Linked DNA regions of Zea mays: all the other regions are linked to region 1. Evidence: chromatin contacts called from public Hi-C data. All regions are on one chromosome and are shown on one strand. The core of a region is the stretch at or near the end of the contact, and the rest is flanking DNA. Distances in the headings are between cores, read along the strand shown. Region 1 holds the start of LOC100192532. Region 2 has its middle 9.0 kb from the start of LOC103637635. Region 3 has its middle 65 kb from the start of LOC103637641. Region 4 holds the start of LOC100502349. Region 5 has its middle 58 kb from the start of LOC100383177.

The links. Hi-C and Micro-C count contacts between places; a contact is called where the count stands out from the background.
Region 2: a Hi-C map of ear shows a contact between it and region 1, with 3 times the contacts expected there. The contact joins the enhancer-like site here to the promoter of LOC100192532 in region 1. A contact is called at or near these places in 3 of 25 Hi-C or Micro-C datasets (ear and leaf).
Region 3: a Hi-C map of ear shows a contact between it and region 1, with 3 times the contacts expected there. The contact joins the enhancer-like site here to the promoter of LOC100192532 in region 1. A contact is called at or near these places in 2 of 25 Hi-C or Micro-C datasets (ear and leaf).
Region 4: a contact with region 1 is called in a Hi-C map of ear, with 4 times the contacts expected there. The contact joins the promoter of LOC100502349 here to the promoter of LOC100192532 in region 1. A contact is called at or near these places in 3 of 25 Hi-C or Micro-C datasets (ear and leaf).
Region 5: a contact with region 1 is called in a Hi-C map of leaf, with 5 times the contacts expected there. The contact joins the enhancer-like site here to the promoter of LOC100192532 in region 1. A contact is called at or near these places in 3 of 25 Hi-C or Micro-C datasets (bundle sheath, leaf and tassel).

Annotation. Positions count from the first base shown.
Region 1 is chr1:90,782,289-90,785,217 of Zm-B73-REFERENCE-NAM-5.0, reverse strand. It overlaps LOC100192532, which reads right to left and starts at 1,549. Exons shown (of 2, transcript NM_001367478.1): 1 at 1,080-1,549; 2 at 1-712. The coding sequence starts at 1,516.
Region 2 is chr1:90,319,797-90,322,725 of Zm-B73-REFERENCE-NAM-5.0, reverse strand. No RefSeq gene overlaps it. Among protein-coding and RNA genes, the nearest start is that of LOC103637635, 9.0 kb to the right of the region's middle. Within about 2 kb of position 1,400, at least 17 of the 20 cell types and tissues checked have an H3K27ac peak or open chromatin away from gene starts, as enhancers often do. A contact at or near this core is called in ear and leaf, where this site is marked.
Region 3 is chr1:91,213,267-91,216,195 of Zm-B73-REFERENCE-NAM-5.0, reverse strand. No RefSeq gene overlaps it. Among protein-coding and RNA genes, the nearest start is that of LOC103637641, 65 kb to the right of the region's middle. Within about 2 kb of position 1,560, at least 19 of the 20 cell types and tissues checked have an H3K27ac peak or open chromatin away from gene starts, as enhancers often do. A contact at or near this core is called in ear and leaf, where this site is marked.
Region 4 is chr1:90,417,334-90,420,262 of Zm-B73-REFERENCE-NAM-5.0, reverse strand. It overlaps LOC100502349, which reads right to left and starts at 1,489. Exons shown (of 10, transcript NM_001363268.1): 1 at 931-1,489. The coding sequence starts at 1,263.
Region 5 is chr1:90,520,039-90,522,967 of Zm-B73-REFERENCE-NAM-5.0, reverse strand. No RefSeq gene overlaps it. Among protein-coding and RNA genes, the nearest start is that of LOC100383177, 58 kb to the left of the region's middle. Within about 2 kb of position 1,502, at least 18 of the 20 cell types and tissues checked have an H3K27ac peak or open chromatin away from gene starts, as enhancers often do. A contact at or near this core is called in bundle sheath, leaf and tassel, where this site is marked.

The DNA.
Region 1 (2,929 bases), core at 300-2,799:
GCCACTAGTCATGTTTCTCCTAATTTCTAGTTCAATAGCTTCCAACTTCTCCTTGAGGGCAGAGAATGTTGCTTTCCAGTGATTTTTGAATTGCCCATCCAGCAACCTAAGTTGCGCACAAAGAAATGGCTCCTTAATGTTGTTCTTAGCAAATTCCTTCCCTGCAGCCATGATCTCCGGTGCAAAGGGAAGAAACTCAACCTTCTCTAGTACCCTTTGTACTCTTTGGTCCTTAGGCGATTCATGGATATCAAAATAAGACTCAGATCCCCTGTATGGTCCTGAGAAGAGTGTCCCAAATGCCAGCAAAGTAGCATCCTCAGCTTGTGAACCAGGCCCTAAAGCCTTGTACATATCTCTGCGTCTCCGGACATATGAGATCTTCTTCCTCCGTTTCAATTCTTCATCTGGTTGAAACTGATCGAACGCCCCATCATCATTCTGTTGGTATGTCCAGACCGTTGTTCTACAATCGTCATGTACATGATACACACAGCCTTTTTCACTGCCTCCTAGACCAGACAGCAAAGATCGGCATTTATTGTAGTCATCTGGCCTAGAGCTACCACCAGAAACAGCACAGCACAGCCGAGAAAAGCAAGTCTTCCGCATGTCTACACCGCACCACAGGGAGACAAAAACCCTGAAGTCGATAGTCCTAACCATTGGTTCGATTGGGGATAGATCAACTATGTCACCCATTGAAACATACCTGAATGTTAAACAAATAAGCATTAACAACAGTCCACAATGAATCGGCGATCAGTTATGCACAATGTGAAAAGTGGTTGCTCGAGGTGTGCGAGTGCAACATAGAATACTTCACTATCTTCCAATCAGAAATGACCTCACTTAATCAAAGGAAACTGAGTGATGTCATTGCCAAGTGATCTGCTATCCTTTAAATAACCGAGATTCTGATGTAGCAATAGGGTCGCCACATTGTTCCATCATTTGAGTCATTTCACAATAAGCAAGGTGGAAGCAAAAAGTGTAGACCAAATTCGAATCCAAGCAATTTCTGATACACCAGAGACCAAACGAACTCGGTGAAGTTGAATGCCAAGTCTGGTATTTACCTTCGATCCAGCAGGAGTTGCATGGTGTGGTCCCAAACAGCGGCGCGCAGCGAGGAAGGGTCGGTGACCCTGAACTTGGGGCAGCTCCCGAGGACGACGGCGTGGTGGTCGAGCACGGGGGGCACAACGAGAGTGCGGTTTAGCAGAGCGGCTGCCACTGCCGCGTTCCGCAACTCGCCCACCTGGTTGCTGAACCCGCTGTGCGGTGCGTACCACAGGAACCTCTGACCCTCGAGCTCCACTGAGCCCCCGCACCGGGGCGCCTCGCCACCGCCGGGGGCGAAGGGGAAAGCGAAGAGAGCGCGGAGCGTGGTGGAGTAGGCCGATGAGAAGAGAAGATAGGCCGGAAGAAGGAGCACGAGGACGGCCACGACGAGAGGCAGGTGCGATCGGGCGCTCCGCCTGCGCCACCGGCCGCGGTTCGCCGGCAAGTCCATCTCCGACACCTTGGAGACGAGATCTGAGTATCTGACGGCAGCGCCCGTGGTACCAACGACTCCATGGACCATGGCCCAGCCGCCCAGCCAATGACACCTAGAGATCCAGTTCCATAAGGGCCGAATGGGTAGGCCCATTTTAGTGAGCTCTAAGCCTCACTCAGATGAGATAAAGAAAACAATTGCCCAACTCAGAAGGGCCGTTGTGACCCATCTTCTGGGCTTCTGATTTTTCTAGAAGTCCATTCTATCTCCACATACTATTGCTATTTTCCCTCGAAATAATTGAGCTTCTTAATACAATTTTTTTATAGAAACCAGTTTATTTTAATTAAAAACTAAAATGAGAAAAAATTATTGCTATGTTCCAAAGCGGTTTTAACTGGTCTTAACTCTTAAAACCGTTTAAGTTACCTTCCACTAGGCTTTGAAGGGGTTTCAATATTTTCATGTTTAGCTGGCCAAATAGAGGTTTTTTAATTGAAGTATTTATTTTATAATTTATATAAATAGAGTTTTTTAAAAAAAAACTCCAATAGCTAGATAAAAGTTGATAAAAGTAGTATTGGATACAAATCTTTTGTGAAAAAAAAACACAAAATGAAAAACAAGCCAAAGTAAGCTCCTAAGCATATTAAATGTTTTGTGTGTGGAAAAGAGGGACATTTTGCTCATAATTGCAAAGCCACTCCACATAATCCTTTGCCCAAACACTTAAGACATTTCGCCTTCAATGCTCATTATTTGCTTAGAAAGGACACAAGTGGAAAGGTCAAAGTCACATTTTTAGGTCCACCTAACAAGAGTAGGCCTAAAAAGATTTGGGTTGAAAAGTCCTTGATTGAGAAAGTTGTAGGCCCCATCAAGTTTGGGTGCCTAAAAATCAAGCTTGATCTGCCTTGCGTGTAGGTGAACTATAAGACCAGTGGGAGTCGTTGGGTAATTGATAGTGGTTGCAGTTAACATAGGACCGGTGACCCATTGATGTTCACCTCTCTTGATGAAGATGTGGATGATCAAGACAAGATAACTTTTGAGAACAATTCAAATGTCCTCTTACTTGCATCTTTGAGCTTCAATTGATTGTCAGTTAGTCAATTGTGTGATCTTGGAATTCAATGTTTATTCACAGAGAAATAAGTTGTTGTGTCTAAAGTGGATGATCACCTAAGGACTTGGTGGTTTTCACCTAAGGTATTTAGATATAACAACTTAATTTGGTGGTTTTCACTTCTGAGGATGCTAACCTAAGGACTTGCCTCTTCACCAAAACATCACTTGGATGGTTATGGCATGGAGGTTGCACATGTTGTAATGGGGACACTTAAGAAGCTTCTGAACAAAGAAAAGGTTAGAGGTTTGAAAGATGTTGTGTTTGAAAAGGTCAAGCTTTGTAGTGCAGGTCAAGCTAGA
Region 2 (2,929 bases), core at 151-2,650, 460 kb after region 1:
TTCAGTCTGATCAGTTGCATGCTTCTGTTTCTTTGATATGTTGTTTCTCTGACCGGTTGTTAACTGTTAGGCATGTGGATGTCGGCTAGCAAAGACTGTTTTTTTCCTTTTATAGTGTGACTTGTAGAAAATCTGGATGTCAGCTAGCAATCACTAGCGAGTATCAGTTGCACAGGGAGCTAGCCGACGATCCTGGTGGCTGGACATAGCGGATGGGTGCTGTTGGCACGATGGGCAAATGAAAGAACGGCCTAGGGATAGGATGGGAAACAGGAAAATACGAATACGTGCCGGTGGACTTGATTCAAAAAGCATGGTGTATTCCAAATTTATGAAGTTTAATGGCAGGGTTAACAGCCTAAACAGTTTAATGGCATATGTCAAAAGCAGAAAAAATGTAATGGCACACATCTAATTAACCCTATCCTCTAACAGTAAAACAAAACATCACTTTGCAAGTTAATATGTTCAGTTACATGAATATTCTTGCTATCCTGCCATGTAAACACACAAAGAAAAAGTAACAGTTGGAAGTTCTTATTCTTTGGACAGTTACAACAGAGGTGGCACACGTCTGCACAGATATGGTATTATAAGTATCATTACGAAGTATTTCTTTGAAGGACCATTTAGATCAGCACTCCTCTCTTCTTTCTTAGAGTGGAATGTAGCCTTCTAAATTATTTATCCATATGTTCACCAGAGCAACAAAACAATAATTATCATATCAGTATTGTGTGTGTGTACTTTAGGTCATGGGCATGTTTAACTAAAGGTCCAATTAGGATAATGCCCATCATGGAAAGTGGCTTTCTGGAAGCTTGGCGATCAGAGTTGAAGAACATGTCTGATTAGCCTTTTAAAGTATTCTCCTGGTCTGTAGTAGTGAAGTTTTATTGGGCCAGCTAATGGAACACGGGAGAAGCGGATATATTTTGAGAATCGATTTACTTTCAATTGTGGCCAGAAGTTAACGCTTTGATCCAAGGGTATGTCCCTCTTTTGCCTCACCCAAAGTGCTTATTATTTGTTGTTGTTGCTACTGTCAATGGAAGTATTGTTGTTGTTGTATTACTAATACTCCTATTCTTAATATTACTATTGCTACAACTACTAATATTGTCGTTACTAAATTTTTTTACACAAAATAGGATAATAATCATCATCGATCCACTTTTATTATGGGATCATTATCAGCCTGCTGTCTGAAGGCTTCAAAAGTTATTTATATCTATTTATGTTATAGGCAGCTTAAGCTTATGTATAGTATTTGATAGTAGCTTGTAAAGGCCCAACAACAACAACGAGCCAAGGGACATAAGCCCATCACAGCTTCTTCTTTTTCCGAATCGTATTCTGGTAGTCACGATCCAGTTAGGGTCCCAACGACGTTTCATCTTTCTTTCCCTCGCTTTCTATCCTCATATGGAGTCGCCGGCGGTCTCGCGGCCCAGTTGCCCTGTCCTGCTCACAGCGCTTCCTCGCTGATTCGCCCGCGACTGCCCGCCGCCGTGGTGCGAGCAAGACGTGACGACAGACACTCGAGCTACGGGGACGGTTGGCCGCTGACGGCAAACAAGACACCAATCCGGCAAATCATGCATCACAGCCGTTATTTATTTTGCACATGTTAGATGTTGTATATTATAACAACTAGTCGGTTACTCGTGTGTTGCGACGGCTCACAACAATACCACGTAAATTATCCACCAAAAAGATCTCAAGATTTTTTATTGATTGTCTCTGTTCTTCGCATAATAATTTTTTTATTTAACTAACCGAGTCGACATCGTGGTAAAGGAAAGACCATGTAGACATGCGATGCCGAGCTATCGAATGGATACTATAGGCAGCAAATCAGGAACCCTCATCCCTCGACTCCCCCACTTCAAGATTTCGTAGATCAAGAAGGAAAGAGGCAGTCATACCTGTTCGTTGCCGGAGAAGGACACGACGAAGACATGGACATCTGGAGGTAACATGGGTAGTATACCGCTAGATACATACAGAGAGAGAGCATGCAAGCGGAGAAAGAAGCCCAGCTAGAGCAGCTCCAAATCGAGAGACACCCGCACCAAGTGTCAGTCCGAAAAGAGCGAGAGAATGTGAGTGCCTTCCAGCCTATGGATCCGCCGAGGCGACACAACACCACCACCAACTCGTAGCATATGCCGACTGTTGCCGCGCTATAGGCCTTGGTTGTCCAATATCTCAGATCTGGACTCGTCATCGTCAAGATAACCTAAGCGTGGCAGGTGCCATCGTGTCCTCCCGGCGGCACGCACGAAGAAAAGCTAGGAGTAAGACCGACTCACCCGTACCCGTGTCGACGAGCGTCGGTCGGCTCGCGGCTGCGACCGTGGGCAGGGGTAGCAGGTTGAGGAGGAAGAACAGGGCAAAGGCCGGGAAGACGAACGGGACGTCCGACGACGGTGAAAACGATGGTGCGTGCATGCTGTGAAACACCCTCGTGGACGTGCAATAGTCGTTGGGCGGGTCGCTGTCGGGGCTTGTGTCGGACGAATACAGGGAGGAGGTGCCTGCTCCCACGCCCTCTATCGAGAATAGGTGGCGCGAAGGGAGAGGTATGAGGGGAGAGAGAAAAGAAGTAGGATGACGAACGAGGTGGCGGCAACTGAGGCGAGGACCATCATTATCGTGCGGAGGTATAGATGGCCAAATGGGTCGTGTCTGGCAGGCTGATCCGGGGCATTGCCCATTTAATAGTGCCTGGGCCAGCTCGACACGATCGTCGTGTCGTGCTTGGGCCATAGCCTCGGCCCGTAGTGCTGATTTGGCCCGACACGATTATATATTTTTTATTTTACAAAACTGTACAATTTATATTCAATATTAGAAACAATTGATCATGATGTTCTACTGGTTAGATGGCTTCACTCAGTGTCTTATGCCCTTCTTTCATCAGGGC
Region 3 (2,929 bases), core at 311-2,810, 430 kb before region 1:
TAGACTACTGCATATAGCTTTACACGCACATCGAGAGCACAGTGTTTGTATGCACTAGGGCTGAGCAAAAAACCCGTAACCCGAAACCCGAAACCGGAATACCCGAACCCAAACTCGAAATACCCGAAACCCAATTTTTGTTTGGAAATTTCGGGTAGCAACTTGCATAACCCGAATTTATTTCGGGATAATTCGGGTATCACAGTCGGGTACCCGAAATACCCGAACTTTCATGTGTCATGTACTCATGTCATGCTTAATTATTAATTTGTACATCTATAATTATATGTAAGTGTGCATAACTTTTGATTGTAAATTGCTTGTGTTTTATATGTCCATGTATATTATTATTCAAACTATATTTTTATATTAATTTAATAGGGTGTATGTGTTTTTATGAAGCCAACACAATAATTCGGGTAGTTCGGGAATACCGAACCCGAACCCGAAATTCCGAGTACCTAACCCATTGTAATTTCGGGTATCGATTCTCAAAATCCAAAATTTAAAATACCCAAATTATTCGACCCGAAATTTTTGGATAAGCCGAACATCCACCCCTATTACGCACAGTTGTACATACCCTAGGATCATAGGGACAACTGTCTGGACTCTGGAGTGCGGTCCATGGAGTAGTAGCGCAGTGGAGAAAAACCAATGCTATAGATTGCTTCTTGATCCAGCAATCAGATCAAGCACCTTTACAGCAGCATCACACAAGCAAAGATTACTGGAGGCGGCGGCGTCCGCGTGGCTGTGGATTCACGACGGCGACGTCGGCCATTGCCTCGGCGATCCTGTGGTGGTGGGCGAGCGAGAGTTACAGCTGCTCCGCTCGTTCGATCTTTTCCAAAGACTACGATATCATGTCTTGCTAGCTGGACTCTAGTTAGTTTCCAAAAATTATTGGACCATCGTGAGAATGAGTGTAAAGAAAAAAAAAGGCGTCTGAAAGCGTTGTAGCTACTAGCTAGTCCAATTTATGATTGGTCAATCAAGACGTTCCAGAGTTTCTACTAACTGTATGCGTTCCCTTGTTTGTCTGAGGCAGCTGCAAGTATGGCATCCACACAATCTCCCGGTGGCAAGGTAGCTAACATCCACGCCGTTTTCAGCGCAGCGTTGTGTGAACCATATGGAAAGAAAGAGCAGGGCGAAGGAAACATGAGCAGAAAGAGACGGCCGGTCCATCCCGCTCCGCGGCTCCGGTAAAAGCCAGCTTGGCTTAGCCACTCCGGCTTTTCCTGGCTCGTTCAATTCCTTCCTGTGCGTGCGTGATCCGTGTGCCGAAGCGAGGCGCTGCGACCTGCGACTGCGAGCTAGCGACGCGGCGCAACGGACTGCCTCCCTGGTGTGGTGCCTGCCACCAGGTCCTCGCATCCCCCGACCCGATAAGCAGCGCGGACGGGGCAAAGCAACCGCGCTCATTCGCGCCGGAGCCAGAGAAGGAGATCGGAGAGAGGCCCCGTGGGCCGGGGCCCGGCATACGCCACACGCCACCGACAACGCATCGCATCAGGCGAGCCCATGCCGTGCTGATCCTGCAGCGACGGTGCGCGGGGAGCACGCGCGCGCACGTGGGCTGGGCCGGATCAGTTACCTGGCCCGTGTCTCGCCACCCCCGCGCCGCTCAGCTCCTTATGCGAGCGGTGGACCGATTATGGATGGCAATGGATGTCATTTATCCGCGTACCCGCGGATAAAAAATCTGTTGGACACAGTTTTGGGTACGAGTCTGTATACATGGATACAGATACGAGTAGCACTTGATATCCGTGGATATTTTTAAAACAGATAGGAAAAATCAATATCCATACCCAATTACCCGAATATCCGTTAAAATTACACCCGTCCCGCAGGCCCATGGGCCACATCGCCACAGCCCACAAGGCCACAACCGTTCTCCAATCTCCATGCTTCCATCAATCTAGCGAAGCCCTCGCTCGGCCAGTCCATTCTCCGATCTCATTCTCTCCTCCTCTGTCCTCTCCCACTCGGCCACTCCTACCGCCACCGCCCACTCCATCTCACCTCTCCCAGACCCCCGCAGTCGCTGCCCCCTACCGGTCCGGGTCCCTGGCTCCCTGCGCGGCTCCCGGGCACAGAGCGCAGATCTCCAGCTCGTCCTCAGTCCCTGCATCGCTGACTCCCTGCGTAGCTTGTCCTCAGTCCCTGGCTCCCTGCATCGCTGACTCCCTACGTGCCTGGCCGCCTGCTTCATCAGGATCAAAGAGGAAGCTCAGATCTGATTTTGCTAGACAATTTTATATTTGCTGGACAAATATGATATCATGTTTGAATTTGCTGGACAGATTCTGTATGACTTTATGTTTTTATCATATTTAAATTTGTTTGTTGGACAAATATGATATCATGTTTGAATTTGCTGGATTTAAATATTTTGTATGTGTAGTGGGCAAACGGATATATCCGCGGATATCCGTTATCCGCGGGTAACGGATGTGGATACTGTTTGTTATCCATGGTGGATAACGGGTACGAGTTCGGATATCGGATATAAGTCGCGGATATGGGTGTCCAGAGACAGTATCCGCGGATATTTTAACCGTTGCCATCCCTAGGACCGATTCTAATTCTCGAGAAATATAGCTACGTTATCACAGATCTTTAGATTCGCTTTATTCTCTCTCGTCATTAAATGCGAGAAGATGTTAAAGACTCGTCTCTTTTCCCATAAGCACAACAGAGAATACACGAGACACATGATTAAGGTTGGGCATCTTCACTGTATTATGAGGTAGTGTACATGTTGCTTATATAGAAACGTAAGACCTCTCAGAGGTAAAACCGGTATTTACCCACATAGGCCCTCGTTAGGGTTTCTTAGCACTCTGCCTTGGGTGAATACCACGACCAACACATGTCTCATAAAAACTCACAGAAACTGAGTGGAAAAATATGGAGAAAG
Region 4 (2,929 bases), core at 240-2,739, 360 kb after region 1:
CTTCCTCCAGCTAAAGAAACGGATAGCCAAAAAAGACAAGCAGCTTTATAGCCCATTGACTGGAGCAGAGCCAGTAGGCGAGGGACCGTTCAAGAGCCGGGGAAAAAGATGAGCCTTTAAAAAGCTCCCAGACCCTTCAATTTGCTAAGGACAGAGTGATCCGTACCTCCTCACATTCCCACTAACCCATGCACTTCCAAAATGCCAATGCGACACAAAACGGAGGCGCCAAGACACCAGGGCGTTTGAACAAGATCCAGCTGGGAGCCCGGTTGCCCCCACCTGTCGCTGGCCCCTTCCCTGGGGAGCACGGGAAACACCACTGTTGCAAGTCGATGCAAAGACTGTTCTTTCACACTAAGCTGACGCTGTAAAAGGCGAGCTCCAATCAAAACAAGGCATCGCTTTATTCCGACAGGGGATTAGCAATTTCTTGTAGCAGTGTATATACTAGCAACTTTCCATCGTTTCCTTTACCAGGAGCGTGAGCGTGAGCATGATGAGTGCTATTGCGTTTGCAAAACGATCCCCGCCGCATATCGTGACGATGGTACGGCACGAGGTAACTTTTACAGCTGGAGACTGGAGTTCCTGTGCTCGTCTGTTCTGTTGGACTGTTTCGATCCGACGCGACGCGGAAAAGAGAGGGATCGCAGGAGACCAGCTCCACTAACTGTAGCAGAAATTTTGAAGTCGATTTGCTCGACGAAATGCGTATCGATAGCACTATTTAACGAACGATTATTATGCTCGGTGTTCCCCAGTTTTGAGGATAAAATCGACGCACTGCAATGCGTCGCTGCTCTAAACAATGGCGAGACCATTCATGGCGAAACGGGGAGGGCGGCATAAAAAAATTCGGGGGGAAAAAATCAGGCAACGAATCGAGACGAGAAGGAGAGGAGAGGAGACGAGAGCGCGAGGGGTGACCTTGAGAGGCACGAATCCGATGGGGCGCTCAGCGGCGCCCGCGGCGCCGCGCGCCACCCCGATCAGCCGGACGCCGCCCGCGGCCTCGGGACGCGGCTCCGCCGCGACGCGGCGCCGGATCTTGGAGTAGGCGAGCACGCCGCCGCGGATCGCGAACCAGCGCGGGCGCCACCCCTTGCCGATGTTGGTCCACTTGTACAGGACCCCCGCCACCGCCGGCGCCGCCCCCGCGTCCTCCGCCGGCGGGGAGCGGTCGCCGGGCGCGAGCCCGCCGCCCGAGGCCGGCCACTCACCGGCGAGGCAGCAGAGCGGGTGCATCTCCCACGCCCGCATCGCGGCCGGCCCCTAGTCTCTCTCTCTCTATATCCCCCGGACCCTACACTCACGCGGCCACCACCATTTGGCTGGCTCCTCGGATTACTCTATTCGGGCAGCGGGTTCGCTCCGGCTTGGGTGGCGACTGGCGAGTGGAGCGAGGAGACGAGACGTGGACTCGAGGGCAGAGGAGGGTGGCTAGGCTTTGGTGCGGCTGCGGCGGGCGGGCGGGCGCCAGGGCGCTTTATGCTCGCTGCCTTACGCTTAACGCCTCCGCCTCCGGCTCTCGGCTCCGCAAATAGTTGGGAACTGGCGTCTTCGCGAGCAAGGCAGCGCCGGCGCGGCAAGGCCTGCTCCTGCGCCGCGCCACAAGGCCACCGCCTGTGGCCTCTGCCTGCCTGGCCTGCGCGTGCGTGCCCGTCAATGTGGCCCCGCGTGCCGGTGGATGCGTGCCGGAGTGGTTGTTCGGCCGCGCGGACGTGGCCTAGGAGGCGTTCGCTGGCTGGTTGGGTCCCGCGTGGCAGTGGCAGTGGCAGTGGCAGTGGAAGGATCCGTGTTCGTGCCGTGCGCGCTTGGCCTTGGGTCAGGCTGGTTGGTCCGGTCAGTGGAACGGGCGTGTCGCCGGTGGGTGAGTCATTTGGGTGGCAGTGCACTGCAGCTGGGGGGCTGGGTCCTCTGGCGCTGGCGAGCGGGGCCGACCTGACAGTTGGCTCTACCGCATTGGTGTCCACTGTTTTAAACAAAAAGCCTTATTTTTATTATTCCATCCAGAGAAAAGAGGCAGCCCTGGTCGATGGTCCTTTGGCTACAACTACTGTGTTGCTAGTGGCTGGGAGTGGTATGTCTAGGAGAGGAAAGCCGAGCATCGGCGTGATGACGACCGCGCGTCGGAGGCAGGCACAGACGCGCGAATCTAGGGGGCCAAACTAGCCCCTCCCTGACCTGATCACGCGTCTCCGCCCACCAAAAACGCCGGCCCGGACAAACGAGACGTCCCCATCTCACGTACACGTACATGCATGTGTCGCGCGGCAGCCACGGTACAGTCCAGTCCAGTCCATCCAATGGTCCAAGGAAAACGTGCTCGCAGCCGGAACCGAGCTGGACTGGGTCTGGACAAGAAGAAGAATCTAGCAACTTGCTCCTGCGTCATACGCTTGCGGTGGTTGCTGCCTCGCTTTACACGGGCAGGCCAGCAGCATCCTAACCTTCCCGTCGTCCCGTCCTATTCCTATGTGACTCGTGTTCCGTCGTCGTTGCTGCTGCTGCTTTGCCGCGTCGGTAAGTTTCCTTTGGTGTGAAGCTCCCTAACCGGATCGACGACTTGTCACGCAACCAAACCAAACCGATTGAGCATCCGTCAGGCTGTTTCGTACTCATTCAAGTGGCGGGGGTCCTGTTTCGTTAAGGCTTTGTTACCACCACCACCCCCAGTTATAAGAATTTGTTAGAGATTCAAGTGGTTTATATCTCGATTATTATAATACACCAGTTTCGTATATGGATAGAATCGTATGTCGTCCCCCTTCCGTCCGTCCCCGTCCAATTCCGGCAACAACAACCTCCATAAATGGCGGGCGGTTACATTTACATGTGCCCGCACTCGCCCTCATCTCCATAAAGGGTGTCGCGGACGCGATTGTGGACACCAGCACCCACTAGGGTCCAAGAGCAAAGGCGGGTG
Region 5 (2,929 bases), core at 253-2,752, 260 kb after region 1:
TCAGAAGACCCACATGATTAAGTAATTAAAACTAGGTCTTGTGTTGATTTTATAAACCATGTGAGAAAATAACTTAAATAATTAATTCAAAACTAATCTAAATTATATCTTCATTAGAGATTTTATTTTAAGTCAGTTTATATTTATGAATGGTTAACTTTGATGAACTAGATCCATCTACTAAACATAGGTTGAATAATTATCTATATATAAAAATAGGTGATATAACAAAAAATAATGTTGTTACTCCGTAGACAAATTTAATACGAGACTAACACAACTTGAATGAAGTAAATCGGAGATAAAATGAACAAGTTATGATTTATTTAAACATTATAGATTTATTTTAATACCAAAAATCAATTTCTTATTCATTTTATATAAATCGGTGGACTCTTGGACTGCGGGTATTATATTCATAAATCTGAAGGTTAATATTATAAAGTTTTGGATCTATTTGTTATAGTCTCTGCGAAGGAAAGGATGTCGGGTTGATTCTATAAAAATCTAGGGCTCTCTAGAAAGATTTACATGGCTGCATAACGCTGACCGCGCGCGAGCCGATAGATCACAGATCAACGATCCACATATGCTCGGCCAAAGCGTTACTTTATCTCTAACCGGAACCGCCCGTTCAACTATCCACGACTCAGATTAAATAGTCGAAGGGGTATGCTAGGGTCTAATCCCAACCATGTGTGATTCATCCAACAACACAAGCATGTCGTCCACCCCCATCGGTCGGACCGGTGGCACAGGCCCACCCCACACAGCAGGGCATCACCGACGAACACCCATCTCAGCGCCCGAAAGCTTTCCCTTACCTGACGACTAGTGAAGAGGCATGCGCAAGAAACAAGGAACTAGGCAGGGCACCCTTACCACTGAGGTCTGATTTAGTGACCGGGGATCCTAAGGGAAAAAATCCTCTTGCTATTCAAAATTGAATTGCAAGGGTATTCCTCCCCCATGGATCCCCTAGGGATCCCTAATCACCAAATCAGCCCTGATTGTTGTGCCGAGCAATCCCGCCCACGGGGATCTGCGAATCCACGGTGGCTTGATAGCTTTGGTGAGCAATTCCTCCGCGATCCGAGCACGACTCCATCCAAGTGAAGCCACGTATGTATTGTGCACTGCATGGCGAGGGTTACTGGCCCGATTCCGAGGACTCAACATTGCCATATGCTTGAATCAACCGCGGCAGCCACTTTCTCCCACTCCCTGACCTCTCTCTGCTCACGCGGCGGTGCCTTCCTTATGTTTGCGCATGCACGGGCTGAATGGATATGGCAGTCATGAGAAGGCGAACTTGGCTTTTATACTGCCAACTTCGAAGGGAGGGGGAGGGAGAACCGTCCCTGGGTGAATCCCACCGGAAAATGGGAGCTCAGAGCACAACCGAAGTCGCGTTTGACGTGGAGTTTGCTATGGTGAAGGGGGTAGTTCTGACAATGTGGCCCCACATGTCAATGAGTGATGGTGCTACGTGGTGAGAAAGGGATGGTGTGGGGACCCCACCTGCGAGTGACGGGGACATGTTGTGTGGCCGGCCAAGGGGACCACATGTCGGTGCCAACCCAGATGTGAACACAGATGGTCGCGGTTGGCTGGGGTTCATTGGGCCAAATCCGAGCCGTCCCAATCGACTGAGAGTAGATAAGAGGTGGGCCGAGTTGAAGAAAGGTCCCGCGCGGCTAGGTAGTTTCTCTTTTTCTTTTATATTTTATATTATCTATTTTAACTTATTTAATTCAAGTTTGAATCCCAATTCAAATCAGGCCTTTGAATTTCAAAATTTATTTAAAATGAACAACCAAAGAAATTTACCAGCATCCAATGCAAAGTTCATTTTATTTATTTATTTAAGAATTTAATTTCAAATTCATAATTCACACCACCTAAAATTTAAATAACCTTTCTATCTTGGAAACCACCAAATCTTCAATACAATTCATGTAAACTACTACATCATATTTTTTTAAAATGATTTAAACACATAGCTAATATTTTATTTTCCCCATTTATTTGGTTTTAGAAAAATAGTTTCAAAGATAACAACAAATTTTTTTTAATTCAAATACTTTGTAGAACTTTTCTAATCACCACAATAGGATTTGAGGTGTGACGCTTGTCTAGGTAATCCATGAACATGTTGTTCGTCAGATACATGAAGAAAGTTGGCGCATTTGTCAGACCAAAGGACATCATTGTGAACTCATATAATCCATACTTGGTGGTAAATGCTATCTTCGGTACATCGGAAGGTCGGATTCTGAGCTAATGCTAACCTAACCTCGTATCTATATTCGAGAACACACTGGCTTCTCTCAGCTGGTCGAACAGATCTTCTATTCTGGGCAGGGGTACTTGTTATTAATAGTGACCTCATTCAAAGCTCAGTAATTTATGCACGTCCTCTTTGTATCATCCTTCTTCTCTACAAACAACACAGGAGCGGCACAAGGCGAGGTGTTGGGTCTGATGTAAACCTTCTCCAACAACTCGTCTATCTGCTTCTTGAGTTCCACTAGCTCTGGTCTGGACACTCTGATAACTTCAAGCGGATTGACTCCCTTACTATCAACAGATATCTGGTGATAGCTTCCTTTCCTTGGTTCAGACAAGATCAGCTCCACCACTACTTCTTCTCCTGATAAGTACACCAACCTCACAGTCCTCTTATCACAGCTAAGGCCACCTTGATACTTCATCAATCAATTCATACCTAAGATGACATCTATGTATACATCACGGGTACCCATTACTACCAGATCGACGGGGAACTCTATCCCCTTTATTTCGACTCTTGCATTTGGACATAATTTATCTGTTTAGGTCCTCCCACCAACTAAACTAACCCTCATAGGTGGGAACATGGGTGGTACTGGTATGTTGTGTTTCTATCGATGATGCTGTCACAAAAGAA